2 separate regions of the Anas platyrhynchos genome follow, and region 1 is linked to region 2. Evidence: chromatin contacts called from public Hi-C data. All regions are on one chromosome and are shown on one strand. Each heading gives the region's core, a stretch centred on a gene start, on an enhancer-like site or on the middle of the called end of the contact. The rest is flanking DNA. Distances are from core to core; before and after follow the strand shown.

What was found. Hi-C and Micro-C count contacts between places; a contact is called where the count stands out from the background.
Region 1: a contact with region 2 is called in a Hi-C map of skeletal muscle, with 2.2 times the contacts expected there. The contact joins the promoter of RCAN1 here to the promoter of ATP5PO in region 2. A contact is called at or near these places in 2 of 8 Hi-C or Micro-C datasets (skeletal muscle and subcutaneous adipose tissue).

The regions. Positions count from the first base shown.
Region 1 is chr1:111,413,165-111,417,491 of IASCAAS_PekinDuck_T2T, forward strand. RCAN1 (regulator of calcineurin 1) reads right to left here and starts at 2,568. Exons shown (of 4, transcript XM_027449144.3): 1 at 2,198-2,568. The coding sequence starts at 2,410.
Region 2 is chr1:111,048,603-111,053,024 of IASCAAS_PekinDuck_T2T, forward strand. ATP5PO (ATP synthase peripheral stalk subunit OSCP) reads right to left here and starts at 1,812. Exons shown (of 7, transcript XM_027449157.2): 1 at 1,704-1,812; 2 at 1,566-1,616; 3 at 1,379-1,489; 4 at 952-1,081; 5 at 719-831. The coding sequence starts at 1,730.

The sequences.
Region 1 (4,327 bases), core at 1,318-3,817, 370 kb after region 2:
CCATGCATTCTAACTTCTAAAAACATCTCTGCCCAAACAGTTTGGTGGCAACTGTAATCTAAGGAAATGCTGTAGCCACAGCCCTACCTTACCCCTAGCTGAGGAGAAAAGAGTTTGACACAAGCAGGAATCACTGACTGGGGAGGGCAAAATGGAAATAGTCGCCAGCCATCTCCTATCTCACCTTTGATTGGATCAGCCCTCCTCAAATAGGGCAATCCAGGATTACTAAGGGGCCTACCAAAGAGAAGAGGAAACTCAACTCTGCAGAAAAGGTATTTTAAGACTGTTGTATACACCCTATTTCTTACCTTTTCCTCTCTTTTTACTCTCAAAAACACACTCAACTCATCAAAAGTAATAGATTATTTATAAAAACATTATCACAGAATTATCTAGGTTGGAAGACTGTCTATATTTTGCTATATTTTACAATACCTTTACTCATTCCTTTATGACAGAATAAATTAAATGCAACTGCTTGCAAGTCCTTTAAGAGCAAATTTGACTTTTCTGTAAACTGAGTTTTCTTAAAAGTAGCTCCTTAAGTATAGTATGGTTATCATCTTATAATTTGTTCCAGATGCTAAATCATCACTCTAAATCAAAATCACCTTCATTTTCTTGGGTACCAGAATTAGTAACTACTAATGTAAAACTGGATGCATGCACAGAAGGTGCATTGTAATACAACCTTACTCTTCTCATATTAACTAATAGCAGCACAATGAATCCACCTTTTACCAATCCAAGCAGACCAGAATCCCAGCCTTAGTGCCTCATGTCACCTCGTCTCTTCAGTGAATCAGTTCAGTGGCAGAGGACCAGTTTGCCAAGTGAGAACTGTTCTTTAATCTATTAGAAGTCTGTGTACACCTACCAACTGCCTCAGTGTTCTTTATAAAACTTCCAGAAAGATTTCTCTTTCCTGTTGGGCACAAACATCACATTTATTCAGGTTCAAAATAAAATTAAATCCCTAAGGCGGAGAATTAAGAGCAACAGCTATGCTGCAGTAACCATGTGTACTGTCATCCCTGTTTAAGGCAAGACAGTTTATTTACACCAAGATGATTAATTAAAACAATAGGAAATAAACTTGTGATTAATCTGCATTCCTACCTGCTGCAACTCTTGGCAAGGAAAAAATAAATAGAATGAATAAGAAAAAAGAAGATTGTTATTTCAGTAATGCATAAGACTTGGTTCTGATCTAAGCTTAGTATGTGGAGACTGAGAGCCTTTGGAATTAAAACAGAAAGACAAAAAAATGGTTTAAGTGTTTAAACACTTCCCAATCTTCTGCGTAATCGTGCATTTATGTACGTGCATATGTGTTTTCAAAATACACCCTTTAAGGTTATAGAATTCACCTACGAAAAATACTATTACCACCAGCAACTGAAGATACTGGAACTGATTATGTTTTGCTAAGTACATTTAGAGTGAACTTGAATTAGAGAGGGCAAATCCCTGTGAAGGTGCCATTCCCTTCCTAGCAGCAGGTGCCCTGCGTGATACAGGGTTACACTGCTGTTAAAAGTTACATAATTTTAGAAAGTAATAGAGATGGTGCAGCTATATTGTACTCCAACCTCCAGCTCATTTTTAATGCAGTGCAACTGTTCATAGCCTTCAGCTGTTGGACCTCTGCTGTATCTACTCTAAATTGTTTTTCACAGAGACAGCCAGTTATTGTAATAGGATTTTAAACCAGTACACTTATTGCCTAATTTTTCAAGTCGGTTTCATTTTGAATTTTTTTTTAAGAAATGAGCATCTCCTTCAGCATCAAAGGAAATAAGAGCTTGATGGCAAAAAGGAGTGTAAAAATAAGAGAGAGAAATGCTGGCTTCGCTGATTCTTTAATTCTGGGCAGCAGTGCCACAGGTAAGAGGAGGCAAGCTCGACTTGAATTCAAGTTCCATCAGGAAAGCCAGGGACGAGGTGAGCAGCAATGCTGAAGCGTTTATATCAATTTATTAGACCTGGATGTCTCAGGCAGCGCGTAACATCCCTCTGACACCTGCTGTCACCCTGCCCTGCTCCGTCAGAGCGGCGTGCAGCCCTTTTAAGCCCAGTCGGGCTCCACAGACTCCCCAGCAGCTCCCTCCCCCTGCTCTCAGGGCAGCCCCACGCCCCTCGGGCTGCCTCCCCCATCCCTCCCCGCTCCCCCCCGGGGCGGCGCGGCCCTCACCCGGCACGGCCCCTCCTGGAAGACGCGCGGGTCGAGGTTGCAGGCGATGGTGGCGGTGGGCAGGTCCGCCAGCGCCTCCGCCTCCATCGCGCCGTCCACCAAGCTCCAGGCCGCCTCGGCCGGCAGCGCCTCCTCTTCCTCCTCCTCCTCTTCGTCTCCTTCCCGGGGCGACGGCTCCGCTGAGCCCCTCCCGCCGCCGCCGCCGCTCTCCATGGCCGGCGGCGAGCGGAGCCCCCGCTGCGGGGCGGAGCGCGGCTGAGGCGGCGGCCGTTGGTCCCCCCCCGCGGCCGTTTAACCGTCGCCTTCCTGCTCCCCCCCCGCGCGCAAGCCCTATAGGCGGCGGGTGCTGCCGCAACAGGTGGCCCGCGGCAGCGCGGCGCTGCCCGGCGCCATCTTGAGTGAGGGCAGCGCCGCCCTGAGGGGCGTTAAATAGGAATTAAAAAAGGAGGTGTTTTTAGCAAGGCACCGCCGAATGACTCGTGTTTCTCTTGTCTGCCCCCAAAACTACCTGATGTAGCTCTTGATTTTCTGCAGAGGGTTTCATGGTGCTGCAGAGTCAAGGGGAATAAAAAGCCTGTTGGGAGAGTTGTGTCGTGGGGTGTTTTTGTCACTTCTCCCTTACCTTGGACCCGAAGGAGGCATATTCTTAAAGGCTTTTTTTTTTTTTTTTTCCTAGTGATGAAAGTCTATAAGGGACAGCTGCACCTTTCTTAGCTAAGCTGAAGGAGCTGCTCGTGTCAGACATTCTGCAGATGCCAAAAGCTTATCTATTTGTGCCGAGCTGCTTAGTCCAACGTAACTGACCTAGACAAACACTTTTCTTACATACATGTGTATACAGCAACACACTTTAGCATAAGACCTTAGAATGAACTTCATATGACATGCTTTTTTTTTTTTTTTTTTATATATATATAAATGAAGTTACTGTGATATTCACATATCAACCCCAAATATCCTGTCCTTGTAGAAGAGTAGCACAGAAGAGTTAAAGGTAGTAAGGAGTGAAAAGATGTTGGATGATAGCTGGCAAAATTCTAACTCAATCTTCGACCTCCACAGGGCTGAGTAAGAAAGCAGGAGGTCTGAAAGTGGGAAGTGCAATCCCTCCAAAAGCTGTTTTCTCACCAAGACCAAAAGAGGGCTACCACAAGAACACCACTTTTAGCAAGCTGAGGTGCTAATCCTATTCTCATGTTCAATTTCCAAGAAACTTCTCACAGACGTGAGTGAGGAGGCACCTGTCATTTATATTACATCTCAGTCCTGGGACTTAGAAAGCAGTATGTCATCACACACTGATCTTGTCAGCCGGCGTCATCTATCCAGAGGCTCAAAAAATCCTGTTTCAATTCAGAATGTCTGGTGTTCTAGATTGCAATTTAAACTATATCTTTGTAGATAACACGTGTTAGCATGCACTTGGAAAAGAATTACCATGCCACACACAGGACTGGATTTTGTAACCAGGCTATAAACATATTGATACAGACTACAATGGGTCACTTGTTGAGCAACATTTATTAATGATTTAAAATATGGTATGGCAAATATTTTTAATGATGTTCTAAGTAACATATTTTTACTGATCTTTTCTTCCAAAATGCAGCAATATTTTGGTGGTGTAAAGAACCTCTGAAGAAACAATTTTGAGGGTTGAAAATTATGTGCTACCTACTAATTTGCATTGTGCAAAGTTTACAGCAGAGACAACAACCCCTGTACTTGAGATAACTACTGTTATCTTTAGTTAGCATTGCTGACTTTTTTTTCCCAACAGATCAAAGACTTTAAAATGACGAATTACTGGTCTCAGTCAATTTTAATGAGATCTTGCAGGATACAACAAGGCAAAAAATACCAGGCAAAGAGATGATCATTTGCCTTCTCCCTCCCTCCTACATTTTTTTTCAGACTCTGTAATCTGTCTGTTGTAATCCATTCAAGCCTTTCTCAGAGAGAGACACATCTTACGTGCAGCATATTTTCGTGACTGATTGCTCTAAGTCATGTAAGTCTGTTTATATTTTCACACAATTTTTCACAAAAATCCAAATAAATGGTATTTTATAGTAAATGTCACGTATATGAACTTGCTGAAACATTTTAGAGCTAACATTTCAACCTTTA
Region 2 (4,422 bases), core at 562-3,061:
GGCCTACAGAGAGCCAGTCACCCTGAGATAGGTGACTCTTTTTACTTAGTCCACTAGGCAGTTCATTTTAGCCCCAACCAAGGCCTACAGAATTACTTGATGTACATTGCAGGCAAGCTCCTGCTCTAACAGACCTGGGCATGGATCCATCACCAAAGAAATTAATCAAGTGCCAGAATCCCCACATCTCCATCCTCACAGCTAACGGATACATCTTCCTTCTCACCTTTGTAAGAATCAGCAATAATCATCTGCCTTTGAAAAATTCCTCCTGCAGTTCCAGAATTAGCCACTTCCCCAATTACTGCACACAGTGAATTATGTAGCTGCTTCTTGCAGCTTCTTGCATTCTAAGAATGCCATAGGCATTCTTAGTCCTCAGCCTTCTGCTTTGCTCTAACACCTGATCAGTACCATTTCAGTGACAGAAATAAGAGCGGAGGCAGACAAGGCTGACTTATCAGCCACTGGGTTCACACATAGGAAAGAAAGATGTCACCTGTTAAGCTGAAACAGGAGGAACACGTTTAATTGTTTACCAACAATTTTTGGATATCAAAACACTATTTGGAGAGACACTTTCATCCTAGGAGAGGTGAGATTTTTCCTCACTACTCACACAGCAAGATGCTTGTATTATAGAAACCAAAATAAGGCTAAGTAATTTTGCCTTTTATGCCTGTATCTGTTCAGGTGAACCTAGAGGTTCCCAACCTACCTGTGCGGTGGTGACCGTGCACAGCACCTCTCCTCGGTACGCGCTCATGATCTTCCCAAAGGCAGACACAATGCCTGGAGTGTAGCGCAAGCGACCGTTCTCAGCCAGCAAGTCTGGATGGAAGAAGTAGATGTGTCAAAAGGGTTTAAAGCACCCGCTGGAAGCAGATTTGGTTTGCTACCAGTAACAACCACCAGCCTTGGATGTTTCTCAAAATCAAAATGATTACTCACTCATCAGGTTGACAGTAATAGGGGACATCTTCTCTTTTGCTAGAGCGTCATTCACGGCTTTTTGTTTAACTGTGCTCTTGGTATGAGGGTTCATAACAACACTGGACAGTTTGGGGTCCTTCAAAAGAGTCTAAGAGGACACACACACAACATTATAACAATAAAATGAACACACCACAAGTCCTCCAGGCGTGAACAAACCATCCAAGTGGGCAACAAGGTCGCTCCTTGAGCGAGCCTGAAGAGATGAGAAGCTAGCAGGATGATGGCTGCCCCACATACAGCTCACTTACAGGAGGTATCTTTGTTTTAGGGGTGTTTTAGGGGTGTTGCTCCCCTCGCACAGCTTGGACCCGCAGTCCAACCTCCCCCCCCAAAGCAGGGGCACCCCACGCCCCAGGTAGATGGCTGCTGCCGGGCTGCTCACCCACACGCGGAGCAGCTCCTTCTCCACCTGCTCCAGCTTCTTCTGCTTGGTGGCGGCCGAGTACAGCGCGGTGGCATAGCGGCCCTCCAGCCCGTACACCTGCACGGGGGGCTAAGGGCGACAGCGCGGCTCAGGGGCAGCCCCAGGACGGGGGGGACCCGCCGGCTCCCACCCCCTCCCCACTCACCTTAACCAGCTTGGACACCGGCCTGGCCGCCGACGTGCTCAGCTGCCGCACCTGCGGGACGGGACAGCACAGCGGTGGCTTCACAGCCCCTCACCGCCTCCCCCCTTCCCTCCCTGCCCGCCCTCTCCGTGCCATCACCTTCAGCGCCAGCCCCGCCGCCGCCATTTTGTTTCTGTCCGCTGGAGGTCACGGCGCCGCCCGGCCCCGCGCAGGCATGGCGGCCGCACCGCCCCTCAGCGCTGCGCGGCTCGCTGGGGGATGTAGGCTGCTGGCTGCTCCCTCCCCAAACCAGCTCCACATGCAGGGCGGACCGGGAGCGCTAGGTGTTGCTGTTGCCACAAGTTGGAGGATTAGTGCTCGCTCTAAAGCAGAGAATTAGGCTAGGCTTTCCTCAAGGCTTCCTCTTTAGGAAGCTGGTACAGCATCCCCTCAGAAACACGATGCTGTAACCCATATGTGGTGCTCTGGGTGCTGGAATTGAGCTCCTGTATCGCCGGTTGTATTTGCTCTGGGGACATGCAAAGCCACAAGTGTAGTTCATGAGAGCTTTAACCGTTCTAACACCATTCTTCTTGATATTTTTAATAACTTCGGTACTAAGAAAAACACATCTAAAATGAAGAAAAGGATTTGTTTAAGGAAAAACACACATTCTGTATTTTTTTTTTGTTGTTGTAATGTGCATGCACTGAAACTTGGGAAAAGTACAGAGAATGCATTTGTTTGAAATGGGGTCCTGTATCCAAAATTTCATTAGAGTAACCCTGAAACACTCCATGATCTTTTAGTCACTATCCATTGTATTTGAGCAGTTGTGACAGTCCAATGAAGTTCCTGCTGACTGGAAAAGAGGAAATATAATGCCTATTTTTTAAAAGGCATTTTTTAAACGGGAAAAAAAGAAGACCTGGTGAACTAGAGGCCAGTCAATCTCACTTCTGTGCCCAGCAAGATCATAGAGCAGGTCCTCCTGGATACTATGCTAAGGCACATGGAAAACAAGGTGACTGTTGACAGACTCAAGTTTTTTTCCTCCTACAAAGCATTTGGACTCCCTGTAGTGCCCGTCCTTCATTATTTGACATTTACCTCTATCCCTTGTTTCAGCGTGTTCATGTAGGTTCAATACCACTGAGCACTCATGCACATACTCTGATTACAAGGTCATGAGAAACACCTGGAAGAACATCCACTTGCAGGTCTGTTGGTTTATGTGGAGGTCACTGCTTGTGGCACTGTAACCTCAGAGTACTCATTCTTAGGAAATATAGTGTTATTCATATTCATAATGCATCATAACAAGCATTCTCCTGTTGATACAGACTAGATCTGAAATCCTACTAAATATAGCCTCTCTACTTCTATTTGAGAAATCTTCAAAGTAATTTGAGTTTAGATTAATTTAAACACACGCTTGTGCTTATTGAAGACATGGACTTCACACATGCCTAGCAGCCACAGAGCTCACTGTAATCAGCACTTTTAAGTCTCTAGAAAGAATGTGATAATTCTTCATTATTATTCTACCATGGTAGCAGTGGGGAAGTGTTTCAAGCAGGGTCCAGCTGCATGAGTCATCATAAAACTCGTAGTAAGACAGACCGTTCCAGAGTGCTTGCAGCATGTAGAGGTAAAATGAGATGAAGCTTGTAACAACACATCTGGTGTCCTCACGATGATGAGAGCATATCTGTTTATTTCCACAAAATGTGCCAAACTTAGCCTCCACCGAACTACGGCCAGCTCCTTCAAAAAGCACATGAAATACCAAAAACCCCTCCAGTAATTAAACTAGTGACTCAAAATCTTTAAGGAGGCTAAAAACACCAAGTACTTTAGTCCCTCACCTTGAAAATCACCTGAAACCTTAGCTTTCGGCCTGTTTGGAGTGCTCCTCTGCACCTGCTAGCCAGTAATTGCAGCCAGCTGTTTCCCTTTGGCTGAGCCTGGTATTCCCATACTCAGCATGGGAGGGTCCCAGAGCAGCCAGGGTGTAGCTGCAAACAAGTTCCTGACCTCTACAAAAAGTTTGTTATTTACAAGAAACAGAGGAGACTTCCACTCGCAGGCTCGAGTTAGGTTCAGGGAATGTGACACAGAAAAGCTATGACCTACCTCACCTCTCTGTTGCTACTGTGGTTTTGCTCCTGTGGCTGCTGAAGGAAGCTTTTTTTTTTTTTTTTTTTTTTCCCTTCTTTCAGGGTCTGCCCTTTTATTTCCCAGAAGCAGTGAGTGCTCCTGCTGAATCTAATTCACTTGGTTGTTTTTCGTACCTTTGCCCTGCAAACTGTTCTGCATGGGCAGGTAAGTGCAAGTGCTCTGTCACACGGGCTCCCTGGGGACTAAGCTGTCGCAGGTGGAGTGACCCGCACACTAAAACCTAGCTGCCTAGGCAAGACCTGACTCATTTTGCCATTAACAAAAGGGTTTTTCACTCAGTAACAGCAGGCAGACAACATTTTCTTTTTTCCTTCCAAGCTGGCAAGAGCGATTGTAAAACCACATAGATTGTTAGGGGAATTCAGAATAGGAGCAGCAGCCCTATTAATTGAGTTAGGATGCTGAACTCACTGACCTCAGCATTGGAGCACTCCACTGAAAATTATTTGTAGGGGCATTTGCAAAACCAAGCACCTGTGCCTACATTTGCCTGCCCTCCAAAGGGGATTTCCATCTAGCACTGCTATATGATAAAATAATAAGTCGTTATGATGTTATTGTGCCACGAGCACCCCAGAAGTATCACGTGTACGACAGTTTACTTTCTGTGCTGCCATAGTAATCTGTTGTAAAAGGGAAAGACAACCACAATTAAGTACTTGTAGCTTCATTGGCAAAATGTCTGCTCTGAGTCTCT